2 separate regions of the Acanthopagrus latus genome follow, and region 2 is linked to region 1. Evidence: chromatin contacts called from public Hi-C data. All regions are on one chromosome and are shown on one strand. The core of a region is the stretch at or near the end of the contact, and the rest is flanking DNA. Distances in the headings are between cores, read along the strand shown.

The links. Hi-C and Micro-C count contacts between places; a contact is called where the count stands out from the background.
Region 2: a Hi-C map of muscle shows a contact between it and region 1, with 4 times the contacts expected there. The contact joins the promoter of pask here to the promoter of LOC119011126 in region 1. A contact is called at or near these places in 2 of 4 Hi-C or Micro-C datasets (both in muscle).

The regions. Positions count from the first base shown.
Region 1 is chr21:21,245,090-21,252,732 of fAcaLat1.1, reverse strand. It overlaps LOC119011126 (dehydrogenase/reductase SDR family member 12-like), which reads right to left and starts at 4,309. Exons shown (of 10, transcript XM_037084008.1): 1 at 4,033-4,309; 2 at 2,556-2,689; 3 at 2,400-2,482; 4 at 2,207-2,302; 5 at 2,041-2,122; 6 at 1,900-1,961; 7 at 1,643-1,747; 8 at 867-957; 9 at 9-146. The coding sequence starts at 4,088. It overlaps ap1s3b (AP-1 complex subunit sigma-3b), which reads left to right and starts at 4,496. Exons shown (of 6, transcript XM_037084009.1): 1 at 4,496-4,651; 2 at 7,076-7,254; 3 at 7,427-7,535. The coding sequence starts at 4,649.
Region 2 is chr21:21,387,436-21,395,078 of fAcaLat1.1, reverse strand. It overlaps pask (PAS domain-containing serine/threonine-protein kinase), which reads right to left and starts at 4,163. Exons shown (of 21, transcript XM_037084481.1): 1 at 3,775-4,163; 2 at 3,374-3,595; 3 at 2,628-2,857; 4 at 2,370-2,540; 5 at 1,800-1,934; 6 at 1,225-1,359; 7 at 439-706; 8 at 1-43. The coding sequence starts at 3,578. It overlaps kcnab1b (voltage-gated potassium channel subunit beta-2), which reads right to left. Exons shown (of 14, transcript XM_037084832.1): 10 at 6,610-6,730; 11 at 6,411-6,505; 12 at 6,206-6,326; 13 at 5,996-6,084; 14 at 4,322-5,901. The coding sequence ends at 5,812.

The sequences.
Region 1 (7,643 bases), core at 3,060-5,559:
CCGCTCACCTTGAAAGAACTGCCCGCTGCGAGTTCTGGCAGCGGCTCGAGACAAGGCCAACCACACGACGGTGTCGGCCCCTTGCTCCACACTGCGCAGCCTCTCGCCCATCATGTGGTGGAACTGAGGCATTGACTTAGAAACAGCTAGAAATGTGTAAAACAAAACAAATAAATCTTATCTGATCTGCAGGTTCAGTATGAAAATGCACCTTTTTAAGTAGTGTTTGCTTGATAGCTTACACTAGTACATAGTAATGAAAATGTCTTATTAATCTAACAAAAAAATGAAAATGTGGCAAGATTAAAAAAGTGTAAATACTTCATCCTCTTGTGTCGTGGCTCAAAATTGCAGCTATTAGATAAAAAATATTAATGCTGTGAGGGCAGATGTTTAAATTAGGGTTCATGGTCACACTTTTTGTTTGTTTTAGGCTTGAATTTGGATGACAACAACAACCAGAAAGAACATTTAAGTAATCTAATATGGTTTACTGTTTTTGAAAGCGTATGAGTGACATATTTTATAATTGTTCAGAGAGAGAGAGAGAGAGAGAGAGAGAGAGAGAGAGAGAGAGAGAGAGAGAGAGAGAAGGAGTAGCTGTAGACTCATCAGATTACTCCCTGCCATAGTTAGTGTCAGCTTGATTTTACTTTGGTTGCCTTTCATGGGATTTTCAAGCGTTTCAAACTTTTAACCTTTGCTATAGCACCACCATCTGGAGAGCCACGGCTTAATCTGACTTGTGAGTGTGTGTGTAGTATGTGTGAGGTTGTCTTCTCATTCAAAAATAAGAAATAAACAAAGAGAAAAAGAAAAACACCAGCAGCTCCTCAAGTGTTCAGGCCCTTTGGGGGAGTGTGTACCTGGTGTGTCCACCCAGCCTGGATGCATCACAGAGAAGTGGATGATTGGGTTTGCTTTGGCCCACTGTTCTGTTAGCACCACCTGCTGCCTCTGAGGAGAAACAACACACTGTTACCTCTACTACAGCATTATTCACTGCTGATGCACACTATTTTGTCTTTTTCACAACGGTAACTTAACATAATCAAACAGGCAAGGATTTAAAATATTGTTATCCACAAAAGGCGGGTCCCTGCAAAAAAAACATTTTGAAACCACTGGCTAGTTTCACCTTTACAGAAATGAGAGCCAGAGGAGCATTAATGACATTTGACCAACTTTACAAGAACAATTACCGTTCTTTGTCCCGACTTTGTTGAATAAATTCAGCCTGTAATCTTCAAACATTACAAATATTTGGATGACAGAACAAAACTTTGAGATACTATTAAGAAATGTCAATATACCCAAGTGTACTGATGTCCTCTTGTCCCAAAGCAGTTCACACAGTAAGGTCTTTGGTTTTGGATTAATAACTCTTGATGGGTTTAGAATTCAAATGAACCCTTTTGGCAGTATAACAAGCTCATTAAGACTTTTATTTTAATATATAGAACTAATTTCTACCCAATATGTCACTTGGTTGTCACCCTTTATTACCTGATTTATATTTTGCATTAATAATCTAATTCTAAAGCTATCAAATAAATGTAGTGGAGTAGAAAGTATATAAGTAAGTACAATATTTGTCTCTGAATGTTGTGAAGTACATGTACTTCCTGTCCTGGAGTGGTACCTTGTTCTGGGCGTAGACCATGACACCATCGAAGTAGCCCTTCTCTGACTGCAAGTCATCCACTCTGAGTTTCTGGACCAGCATGCCTCCTGAGGACACAGTGATCTAACAGTCAGGAGAAAAGAGGCACAGTGTGCTCAGACCACAGACACCACAGCCTGGACAAAAGTGGCTTTATGCCGTCCACATGATGCAGATGAGCACTGTGTGTGTGTGTGTCTTTGTGTATGTCTTTGTGTGTGTGTGTGTGATCATACCACCCTGGGATCCCGGCTCTTCTGCAGAAGTGGTAAGAGAGTCTGGGTGAGGATGTACACTCCTGAAGAGAAGGAGTTGAATGTGTTATCTGAGCAGCGGCAGCGGCGTGGCACAGTTAGACCAGCAGAACGAGATCTCACCCATCGTGTTGGTGGCGAAGTTCTTCTCCAGCCCGTCGGCGTTCAGCTCTCTCTTGTGCACCATACACCCGGCGTTGTTTATCTGTCAGGAAAAAAACAAAACTGAGAAAGTCAGACCGAACAGCTGAGGCGTGGTGGAGATTACAGGAGTCGGGGTGATACCCACCAACACGTTCAGGGATGGATACTGCTTCTTGAAGGCCTCTGCAAACTCCCACACCTTGCGTGTCTCTGACAAGTCCACAATATGGACGTGAACCTCCTAGAAATAAAAAAAAACAACAAAAAAAAACAGCTGCGGATCACTTTCTCTCACCAATCATGAGATTTGTATCACCTCGTATTCCCCCAGCACTCACTGTATTCCCAGACTGATTGATGATGTCCTCTCTGGCCTCCTCTGCTTTATCTTTGTTCCTGCACACCATGTGGACAGTCCCACCTGGAAACAAAAGCACGAAGCTTTAATTTTCTAATTAGTGTGAGGTGTGTGACTCCTCTCAGGGAATTAATACCTTTCTTGGCTATAGTCATGGCTGTGGCTCTGCCGATTCCACTGTTGGCTCCGGTGATCATAAAAGACCTCCCCACGACGGACACGCTCAGGTCCTGAGGCTCAAAGTCTTCAGATGCCGCCTCATATCCTTTCCTAAAGGCAAGAAGGAAACCAAACCACTAAATAGGGCACGGAAATATCAGCAGAACATCAATATCGGCTGATGTTCGCCTTGTTTACATGATGACATGACATTTCCTGACCTGTTAAATAAATAGTTACCTCTTCTTCCCACGGATGCCTATATAAAAGGTGCACTATGTAGTCTGGGATAAGAAATTCAAACTCAGAAAAGCAGCTTCTACAGTATTAATAAGGTAATATTACCATCTCAGAAATAGTTACTTGATTAATGTTTTTCCATAACTGAATAAACAAGCTGTGGATAGAAGGAAATGAGTTTGAAGCTTGAAAGGTGGGAACTTAGAAGATTCCTGCAAATATAACCAAAGTGAACAAAATGTGATGTTCTTTAAAAACAGTTTATTCAGTCGTAAAAAACAATTCACGGAGATTTTTCTCATCAGATTAGATTTTCCAACCCAAAAACTTAATTGTGCTCCTTTAAAACTAGATAAGATCCAAGTTGTGCTCTTTTAAAGACAGTGTAATGACACGCTGAAAGACTTTAAATTCTTATAATAGGTTAGGGACCAAAATTAACAATAATAAAAAGTACATCGGCAACAAACTCTTTTTTCCACATCCGTATCTTAGTACCAGTGTTTGATTCAGATTGACACCTGATTTCTTTTTAGTTTAAGGATTTAAGTTAAGCTTCATATTCATTCTGATTAATATCTACCTGGGATCTTCCTCTTTGTAAGTGATCGTTCGGTTCAATTTATAAAAAGAAAAACATGTTTGGTGAAATCTCAAGTAAAAGTGAAACACCAAAGTGCGGTTCACATGTTGTACAACCATGTCAAGCCCTCATCACTTCAAAAGTTAATTGTTAAGCATATATGAATTGTATCCTTACAGCGCTACCTATACGAATAGTACTTGAGTAAAAGTCTGCTGCTGAGATGATGACGACTGTTGATTTTTTAATTTTTTATTTTACTTCTAAAACACAAGAGTGACAATCTGCAATATCTCCACATTTTAGCTCCAGTGGAGAGTCAGTGATGCAAAGTCATCCTCGAGACACATCAGCCGTCAATGGAACTATTGTCACTGTAAATAGAGGCCAGTTTGTGTGGTGATGTGTGCCATACAGTGATCAGACCTTTGATATCCCCCTGTTTACCAGCCTGTGGGCTAAAATACATGATACTAAATACATCTTACAGATCACAGATCCTGCATTTAGACAGATAGTGTTGTGAGGCCACATACACGGTGGTTTAAACAGAGAAAGCAGCACCTGGTAGAAGTTTCTTCACACCTGTAGATAAGCTCCAAAGGTAGGACTCAGTGTGGTGATGACTGACCTTGTGTAGTTGTGGATCCCATTCAAAAACCAGACAGCGTTTCTGTACAGAGACATCTGGAGGGAGAAACGATCTCAAACAGGAGTGCAGCAGCAGCTTCTCAATAGTCCCTGTCCTGTCCAGCACTGTGACGGACCAGGATCACATGAAGCAGACAGACAGGGAGGGAGACAGGGAGGGAGGCAGGGAGACAGGGAGGGAGGGGAGCACTTGCTGCTCTCTGCCGACGCTGCCTGGGATCGACACTTCAGCAGTCAAGTGACATCTAGTTAAACTTTTATCAGCTCATTCATTGAAACGCTTCGTGCTCGTCACGTGGTCGGTCCTCACAGGTCCGCAACACCGCAACACAAACATGGAACAGCCAATCCAGATGCTGGGGAGGTTTGGTGACGCGTCCAGCAGGCACCGCTCCCCGCCGGCGGCCAGGAGAGAGAGAGAGAGAGAGGGGGGCGGAGTTAACCAACTTTCTACACTCGACTGTGGTGGACGACGGACAGATAATGCGTTCAGCTGGACCGGTTGACCCTTTGTGAGGGTTAAACGTCCCCTTCTTCTTCTTCTTCTTCTTTTTTTAAAAAAATCTTTGGATGCGTTCAGAGCTGCCGGGTCAAAAATGGTGAGTGTTTTGTTTTCTGCGCATGCCTGTAAGGTGCTGTTCACCTGTCGCACCTGATGTTCGCTGACAGCCAGGTAGGCTAAAGCTAGAAGCTACACCTCCGCACCACTTCCTTATACCTCGAGGCCGGTTTTCTTCCTGCCAGGACGGCCGGACAGGAGCTGAGTTTGGTTTCTATCGTGAGTTTTTACTGTTTTTCGGTGTTTAATAAGCGACAGTCGGAAGTGAGGTGTGCGTTTCCTTTTCCCCCTCCATCAGAACAGGTTTCGTCACATTGTGTCGAGCCCTGCCCTGCTGTCCACAATGATTTGCCTGTGGGCTGATAGATACAATGGATACACACCTGGAAAAACCAGTATAGGAAAAGCCTGTAAGCCTGTTGTTTCCTGCTTTCCTTAACCTGTCCACAAAAACAGGTATGTCCTCATCTTCCTCAGTCCAGCTGAACTCTGTCATTTTCCTGAAAATGGCTCCAGAATTTGAGAAAATTTGTATTTCCGCACTGTGCAACAATGTCCCCATGCTGAATGTGTTGTGTTTGTCCAACAATTCAGTTAATTTAAATGTCATGTATGGTGAGACATTAAAGGTGCATTATGTAAGAATTACATTAGACTGCAACACTAAAAAATGAACTGAAAATATCAACAGAATGTGATGGAAAAAATGTTTTTGACAATATCTGCTATAGTTGGCATACTCACCAGCGAGCTTGCAGTTTAAACCTTTTAGCTGTATGGCTAACTAAGCTAACTAGCCAACAGCAGCTACAGTTAGCGGGAGTTACAGCCTTTTAGTTACTCTTATGATATAATTATGACCTGCTATGGCAACATTTAGGTTTAATATTGCACATGGACCCTCTATAAAATTAATTAGATATAAAATACGATGCCCAAATTTGTGATTGTGACTGAGTCTTACGTATTGCAGTTCATCCAGCAATGAAAACTCATTATCTCACCCTTGCGCTGATGGAAAGTTGGGGGAAGTTTCATCGTCCACAAAACATTTCTGGAGCTTCACAGCTGAATGGTGTTGCAGCGTTCTCCTAAACAACTGAGGTAGATGGGGACTTGTTTTAAAAACATACAGTGTTTTGAAAAACCATTATTTACACTCGTGACACGCGATCAAGCTTGTGCATCCACGTCAGATGGGCCGTGTGCTTAAGTTTTTAGCTTAGCCTAGCTTTCCTAAACGTCTTAAAACAAGTCGGTTACTTCAGTTGTTTTAAAAGGATGCTGCAGAGTTTCTATTGCTGCAAAGCTCCAGAAATGTTCTGTAGACTTTCAACATTATCAGCATCATTTTCTTTCTTTTAAAGAAAAAAAAATGTGTGTATGTAATTGTGCAGTAACAAATATGGTGATGACACTCCAAAAGAAGAATAGTGTGTGTGTGTGTGTGTGTGTGTGTGTGTGTGTGTGTATAGGAAGAAATCAAACCAAACAAAATTACTCAAATGAAAAGAAAGCAAACAAAGAACAAACAAACCCCAAACACATGAAAACTAAAACATAAAGACCACTAACACCCACCCATCTGCTGTCATTTGATCCAATAAGAGGTATTCTGCCAACGAATGAAGCCACTGAGGAATTGGTATTTTGCATCTAGATTTCCTGTTGAGCAATAATGTCTTTTTTTGCGATGGTGAGGGTGATAAGTAAATGAGTGTTCATCTTTCGGTTAACTTATCCTTTAAATCTAAAGAACCACAAAGCCACCATGGCTGCATCCTCGCTACAACTGAGAAATATTTTGTGTAAGATGCTCTTCACACTTCCTTGTAATTAACTCTGACTTATTCGCTGTTTGTGGGACACTTGAGTGGGTTTGAACAGTGATTTTTTATTTATTAATTTTTTTAACTTCTGCACTGGTGGGTCTGTGAAGGGGATTTACCAGTTTTCTACATGTATCAGCCAAAGTTTAGACACAAAAAACAACGTTAATATAGATAAGAACTTCACAAGCAGACAGATATGTAACTTTTAAATCAACAATGGGAGGAAGACTTAAAGGAAACAGCGTGTCAGTGCAGTTAATGTAATTCATTTCACATTTTGATGTGCAGCCAAATCAATTTCCAATGTGAGGAAACATCCAAAAGCTGACTGTCTTGACGATCGGAAAAGCGAACTGCAAACAACCTCTTCCTCAGTCGTGTGTTGACCTTCGTTTCTTCCTGTTGAACGCTTTTTTTCCCCGTCTTTGTTGATGTCGCTGAGTTACTCTTTAAGGAGCCGTGGCAACAGCTATCAACTGGTTTGACCCTTAGAGGGTAGTTAATAATGTCCTCTGCACTGAGTGTGTGTGTGTGGACGTGTGTGATTTTGTGTTCATACGAGTCACCCCCGTCAGTCGGTGCTTGGATCACGATCGTCACACCGACCTGTTGGCGTGTCTGTGTGTTGCTAGATGCGCTTCCTGCTGCTCTTCAGTCGCCAGGGGAAGCTGCGTCTTCAGAAGTGGTTCACGCCCATGGCAGAGCGCGAGAAGAAGAAGATCATCAGGGACATGACCTCCATGGTGTTGGCACGGCAACCGCGTTCCTGCAACTTCCTGCACTGGAAAGACCTGAAGATTATTTACAAGAGGTGGGAGCTGCCCCCACAATATTTACGCAACCAGCTCAGATTACTCTCTCTGCTTGTTAATCAGCAGGAGCCCCCGTATCTTCCAACCACTGTTTATATGACTTATAACTCCTCTGTTTATTTCTGTCATCTGAAAGTCATCACTGTGTTTTTACATTTTTTTTTTTCTCAGGTATGCCAGCTTGTATTTCTGCTTGGCCATAGAGGACCAGGAGAACGAGCTGTTAGCCCTGGAGGTTATTCATCGCTACGTGGAGCTGCTGGACAAATACTTTGGCAATGTACTTCACTGTGTTTCACCCTCTTTTATCCACTGTGCAATAGGGATGCATGATAGTATTGGCATGTCATTGGTATCAGCCAGAAAAATGGTATAAAATGAAACAATG
Region 2 (7,643 bases), core at 2,914-5,413, 140 kb before region 1:
AGTGAAGGACTCTGGGGGAGGACGATGCCATCCCCTTTGACTTCTGTAAGACATGCAGATGTACATTTTGTTATTGAAAGTCAACTACATGACAGTATGCAGGGTAAAGTCATGGCTCCAGACTGCAACCATTTATTGGACTGTGACAAGTGTTTTTCTTTTGTATTCCAGACAAGTTGGTTCATCTTTACTACAGCTCTTTATCAGTGTTTGCCAGTCTTTCAAATATTAATTACTTTTCCATCATCATATCTAGCTTCTGTATATTTTTCTATTATAAAAGAATGAAGGATATATACCATATGATATTTATGTACTTGCACAACACAGAATACAAGTTATGCACCAGTTTCTCCAGAATAACATTCATTGTTTTCAAATCCTTCTTCGACTGAGCATAACACTCCAACCTCGTCTGATGTAAAAACATCATCTTACCAGAGGAATGCCGTGCTCCATGAGGCTGGTCACAGTGTTCAGGGTTTGAGCCCCCTGACTCACAAACAGAGGAGGTGAGAGGAGAGTGTGGCTGTGTGTCCTGTGAATCTGATCTTTCAAGACTCTCTGTTGGGCAGGTGCAACCAGTCCCATTGTTGTCCCATAGGTGTTGGGGCCTCCCACATACCACTTCCCCCTGAAGTTTGATACACAGTGGGACTGAGGCACCACTTCTGCTTTTACCACACACTCTCTGAACCCTTAGCATCTGAAAGGAGGGAAACACAAAGTTAAAGATGTCAGACATACAGAAACACCTGAGCTTAAACATTGTGGGACACAGTTTCTTTTCCTTGTGTTTATGAACTGCCTAAGAAGCACAGTGGTAAACCGAAACTTGAAAGCAAACCTTAAAGGCATATTCCAGCATAAATTTAATCCATAGCCTAATGCCTCAAACTATGTGCTGGGACCCTATTTGTACTGTTGCTGAAATTTGGTGCTGTTCTAAGCTTTATTTGTGGCTGTTCTAAGCTTTATTTGTGGCCATGAGTGGCGGTTTGTTGCTGGAGGCATAGACTGCAGTGTATTGTTATCGTGCACTCTTTTCTGAGGTTGCTAAAACTACGTAAGCTAATGGTCGGAAAACTTGATCTCACGAGGGGGGGTCTTACTCTGTGTCACGGTGTTTTAGACCATGGATTAAATTTACGCTGGAATATCCCTTTAAGGAAAGGATTCTTTCTTTAGCTGAGTGAGACAGTTTTGGTTGTAAAGTGTGCTTACTTTGGGCAATGCATTACTGCGGAGGGGGATTTGTAAAGAAGGGATTAGTTCCTTAACAGACGCTCCTATTAACTCGTCGGGATGGTAGTATCCATGGACTTGTGCAAATGCTGAGTCACAGGTTAGAATGCTGCCCTAGAAAAGACAGAACAAAGAACTGCTTTAGAACTTGGTGACATATGGTGACATATTCACTCAGTAAAGATGGTAATACCATTAGGTTGTGAAAACATTTTTTAAAAAACAAGCACGTCTAGATTCTCATTAAAATGTGGCAAAAAAGACTACTAACTACACACTACTATGGCTGATAAATAATAATAATAATAATGCATTTTAATTAAAGGCTCCTTTCAAAGCACTCAAGGACACCACACATAACAACAACAGTACATCAAAAAACAGGAAACATTGTAGTACAACTATGAAAAGATAGATAGACAGATCGATTGATGAATAAATAAATAAACAAACAGATAAATATGAAGATGCACATTTCATAGTGCAATAATGGAGAATCGGCAAGAGTGTGATTGCACGATTACTCTGATACAGATAAATAATGCTGCACTCACATCTTGTGAAAAGGACAGAAAGGCTGACAGCCGGTCCACATTTTCCATCATGACAAGCCAGTTCTCTTCATTTTGTGACTGTCTGTGGGTACATACTGACACTGGCACCTCTCCAGATGGTGTCACAACATCCACCTACAGAAAAAGGAGCATGTCAAACAGAGAAAAGATCATCTTAAACACATTAGACACATTCTTGCAGTGGTGTTGTAGGAAATTAAAGACATTTGACTAAACAGTGGCTTGATGTAGTGTTTTGAGGAAAGTTGTAGAACTGAGGACAGGACGATATGCAAAAATTAAAACACTATTTTTGACAGATTGCAATATGAGTCATGATTTTAGTTGGACTGATAATTTTTGCTCTTCATTTTCATAAAAATAAATAGATGGAAACCTCTTTGTAGCACGACAATGCTTCATTTATAAAATAAATCAATAATCAAATGCAATAAAAATGCACCTCCTGCAATTTGGATCATAGTGTGATCATGATAATATTTCAATCTCATTACTCCACTCTACAAGAATTCAAGCATAGTCAAGTTTTAAAGTCAGCATATGTCATACCACTTTCCCAGACACAGCTGCAACACTTCCATCAACAAGTGGAAAATCTTGCTCCAATGCTTCCTCCAGAACCTGAGTGGTTTTCTTCAAGATGCAGGACAGATTTTTTCCAATTAGGTCACTGGTGGTGCACTCAAACAGTTTGCAGGCTTGCTCATTTGCTGACAAAATCTAAAAAAGATCAGATAAAACACATTTACAGGGTAGGCTCTTGCTGGAATACTGTAAATCCAGTTCTTCTTCGTGAGCACACAATACCTCTCTGGTTTTATGGTCAACAGTCAGAATGGCTTTATTGGGGTTGAAGGCAGATGGAGATCCTGGTAGGCTGAAATCTCCGGAGAACAGTTGACTGAACAAGCTTTCCTCCAACTCAGGCACAGTGGAGAGGTGTGGCAGGGAGGCAGCAGAAACCTGGGAGCAAGGATGTAAGCTAGAGATCTGGCAGTTTCTTGCTGCGATGGAGGTGCAACCATCAAAACGTTCATCTGCAAGCAAAAAATGGGGTGGATTTTAGAGGGCCACTTTCTTACATCCTCATCCTCACAATGACTTTTGTCTTTCACAATAAGTTTTAAAAGAGCCCTACTGATACATTGGTTGGCTGATATTAACCTGTCAAATATATCAATATTTGGGCATATGCTGCCCGACATAATGAAATATGAAAACTCTTTTTAAAGATGATAGTGCTGAGAAAGTAATTGGGATAATGAGGTTTACAGTTTAAGCGGACTGATGTCTTTTTTTTCAAACAATCAAGTTTATTGTTAAACTGTAAAATATACTTCCACTGGTTCCATATTTTTTGATAACCACATCTGAGGAATCATTGTCAAAAAGTCACTTTAAAGTTCTAGACTCAAATATTGTACATTTGCTTTCATCAAAGACAAAGAAAAACAGCAAATACCAACATTGCTGCCCTATGCTTCATACATTGTTTAAAGGATGTTTACCAAAATAGTTGATTTAATTAGTCATTTCAGCTTAGAATCACTCACCTCTCAAGGAGCCAGGATAATAACGACGTTGCAGTGCCAAAAGGCTCTTTTTGTACATTGGTCTCCGAGTACATGGGTAGGACTTATTTAGGTCGAAGTCATCTTCCAGGACATCAGAGCTGAGGTCGGGCACCACACAAATGGTGTCTCCTTTACCTCTGCTGCTTTGGCTCAACCCGAAATGAGCCTCAGTCGACAGCGACATTGCTGTGAGTTATCCAGCTGGGATGGAACACAATTGACCCAGATAGAGAGAATGAATGTATTTCAGCAACAATGTACGCTGATAGGTTAGCCGAATACAGCAGTTTTAGCTAACAGAGGAAGTGTTTTGTTGATAACATTTGATTTGCTCAGGGATGAGCGTCTGATTTTATGATTAATTCCGACACAACACTCACCTCAAGCCGTGGGAAGAGACTCTGCGGCTTGTGTTTCAAAGCCGCTAACGAGCCCTGCACTTTCAGATAAAGAGCAGAGCAGTTTCAGTTGACGCTAGTTGACAAGGTAACGTTACCTCCCCTCTGCTATCAGGCTAACTAGCCGCCTGCTAGCTAACTACCAACACAAACAAACGCTACCGTGCTTTGTTTGGTTCCGAAATAGCTGGCACCGACTCAATTCCGAATTAACGTTCCCGTAGCCTCAGTGCAACACTAGCCCAATTCTAGCAGGATAATTAAGGAAAATTTAAGATTTTAGTGCTACTTTTTCGCTATTTCACTGGTAGCAGTTTTCATAATCCGCGGGCTCGAGCGCCAGCCGACGAGATTTGCGGAAGTCCCTCGAAGCCAATCAAATATCACGCTTCTAAACAAGAATAGCTCATTGGCCGATTCACCGGAAACGCCCGTCTCTGTCACCATAGAAACCATTCCGAAAGAGCAACACAAAATCATTTAAAAGGGGGACATTTGTCAGAAGGTGTATATACTTTTCACAAGTAGATTAATTCACACATTATTTTATTATAAAACAGGAAGACACAGACGAAACCCCAACAGCAAACAGCAGTAACTACGTCAGAGTGTTTCAAGTCACAGGTTGTTTTCTTATTACTGCAGTTTACAATTACAATAAATCTACTCTAGCTTCATTTCAATTCATAAGGGGCGCGAAAATTAGAAGGCCTCTATAACATTAATAGAAAAATTACCATGGGTTCTCAAAACATATCACATGGAGAATTATAAGCTCTTTATTTGTATATACAAATCTGTTGAACAACACCGAAATACATGTTTGAACAGACAGAACGTAACAAAGATGGGGGAGGTTGGGTAAGTGTTATGTAAGTGTATTCCAGGTGCAATGACTGCAGGGGTCCATATGGTTTTATTTTATTAACTGAGTCTCTTCATTAGCTACATGGCTTTGTTTTTAAATCCAGAAGCTCCCCCCTCAGGAGGATCATCTCCCCAACTTCAATTTGACAAATGTTTTTGAGCCACAACACACAGACTGAAATTAAATGAATCAGATGTGATTGTTACTGACAGAAGGTCTGGCATAGTCCAAAAAACGAAAAGGAGCATATCAGGAGAGTACACCAAGCTGTACTTTTGCATAAGTGTAAAAGAAAGAAAATACAACACGGGGGAGGATGAGAAGCTCATTCTGTCATAGCTGCTTCATAAGGAAAATATTTAACAGTCAGTACAGATGTTTTGAAACCTATTTTAGTTTAACTTAGCTCTCCTGGTATTAGCGGCAACATTGTGAGCAGATTTTCTTTTCAGTCCATCCAGTACTGATTCATCACATTGACAGGTCAACTCCAGCTGCATATCGTCCGGTCTGCTGAGATGAGGCCAAATTAAACACATCATCATTGTTTCATTCTTTTTTCTTTTTTTTTTTTTTTTACATCACAAACATCTAATAATGTAGATTTCTGTAACACTGGTCACCACATCGTTTCGTTCATGGATTTTCTACACTGCCATGAGTTTATGTGTTAGTTTGTCGACAATTACAGGGAAACTCTTAGTCAGATAATCATGATAGTTCACTAACTGGCCCATGCTTGTTTCAATCGGCTTGAGATTGATCTTGCAGTAAGTTACTTTTTTTTCCATGATCTAATTTTCTGCTTATATAAATGTGTGGTTCAGCAGTGTCTGCACAGTTTTCTTTGAAGCGTCAGAGAATTTCACCCCAGAAATCACCTCGCTGCTGAAACTGTGGTTCTGTCCAGTGGCCGGCTGCTGTAGCTGTAGCATGCATGTTTTTTCGTCAAGTAGCTCACTTTACAATAATGAGTACTGGTTGATCTTTGTACGGACAAAGAGCCAAGCGGAGCACTTTTACACAGTCACACATACACAGTCATACGCGCACACAAGCAAGGTTGGGCACGCACTTGTTGGTGCCATGGCTGTGAGAAGTGAGCTTTGATAAGCTTTTGTTGAGCATAGTTCACTAAAACTGGGTCCATCCTAATGGTGGTAGTCCTTTTTACTGTGAGGACGATTTCCCAGTATATGATCCACTTCTGATGCGATGCCTGCTGTCATCTTTGGAATTACCTGTGGTGCGCACAAAGGAAAGAAAGAGCACATGATCAATGCTGTTTGAAGTAATCATTCAGAATTATTCAGTATGAGGTAATAGTCTTCGTACCTGTATGGCTCCCAGGTTCTCTGTTAGCTGGGTTGGATTGGAGGATCCGAGGAGCACTGAGCTCACTCCTTCGTTCCTCAAGCACCAGGCTAATGATCAGGGAAAGGAAGAGTTTCTATAGTTGGTATTGTGGTATAAATGTATCAGACAGTATGTAGTGAAACCCCCTCAGACCTACAAAGGTCTTAGGGTGTTCATGTCGTCCCTTACCTATAGCTAGCTGCGGCAAGGTACAGCCGAGCTTCTCTGCGATATGAGCCAGATCCTTTAGCTTGGCTTGCTGTTTCCTCCCATCCTCACTCATTATTTTGTCCTTCAACCACTGGTATGGCTGGAGGAGCAGTAACATGTTAGGCATCACAGTTATTGATTGAAATCAGTAAGAGATGGTGGCTAACATAAATTTCTCCTGTACCTTCATTGAGGCCCTGGAGGAATCTGGGACGCCGTTCTCATACTTCCCAGTAATGATTCCACAGGCCAGAGGTGACCAAGAGACGACACCCACACCTGAAGGAGATTAATGACCACAGAGAAACAGGATAGAAGATCTATCAAAGCCCAGAATCTTCTCAAAAAAGCTCAAATTGAAAAGAAACTGATGACAGCCTTACCTATCTTATGGTAGAGCTCTGGCAGCTGAGTTTCCACTTTGTCCCTCTGGAAGAAGTGATACTCTGCCTGCTCACACACGGGTGGAATTAGATTGAACTGCCTGGCCACAGAGTATGCTTCCTAATTGGATGTGAAGAGGGAATAAAAACAAAGGGGAGAAATGTTCATAAGACAAGGACACATGTTCAAGTAATACCGACCCACGTACATGGACTAGTGTGTTCTAACATACAGTATCGGCTCATTTTGGATTCCATTTCCCAATCTTCAGTTTGAAGAAGACAGGGCAAAACAGATGACTGAACAGAAGATCTCCCACTCTAATCTATGTCATTATATCTGTCCACTACACTGTAACAGTCACATTCAACTGGATTTTCTCATTCCTTGAAAACATTCTGAGAGGTGTTTGACTTTGTAATTGCTTTTTAATGGCATAATAGCCAGAAAATTGTGTGTTTCAGTACACCAAAAAAGTTTCCACAATATGATTACAGGAAGAAACAAATAGCAATATATTGTTTTTTTTAAGTAGAATTATTATGATTTTTTGTAGTTTTTTTTGTTTTGCATGTTCTCATGCATGTAAAAGATCTTCAAAGCTAAAGAGCTCAATGTCCACGCAAACAGAAGCTCCTCTCTCCCACAGAAAACACTCCTCCTGAAACGCCTCGCCACTCGTGTTGCCCTTAATTCTGTCACTCTGTGACATCACACTATGTCACAGAGTCACACATTTGCGTAATTTATGCCTTGTGGCTTGTTTGGCAGGCAAGAATTGATTTAGCACATCTGATCTGTTGTTGTTAGGGGTGCTGGGTCAGGCATGTGTGAACTGACCAATCAGAGCAGACTGGGTTTTCCAAAGGCGGGTTTTAAAGACACAGGAGCTAAAACAGAGCATTTCAGATGGAGGGAGAATAACATTTTTTCTGAGCAGTAAATGCAGGAACCTGCTCTAGTTAGTCACCCAAAATAAAATGATGAACCTGTAAATGAGGATGATATATCTCCTTTGAGAATTCTTGGTATA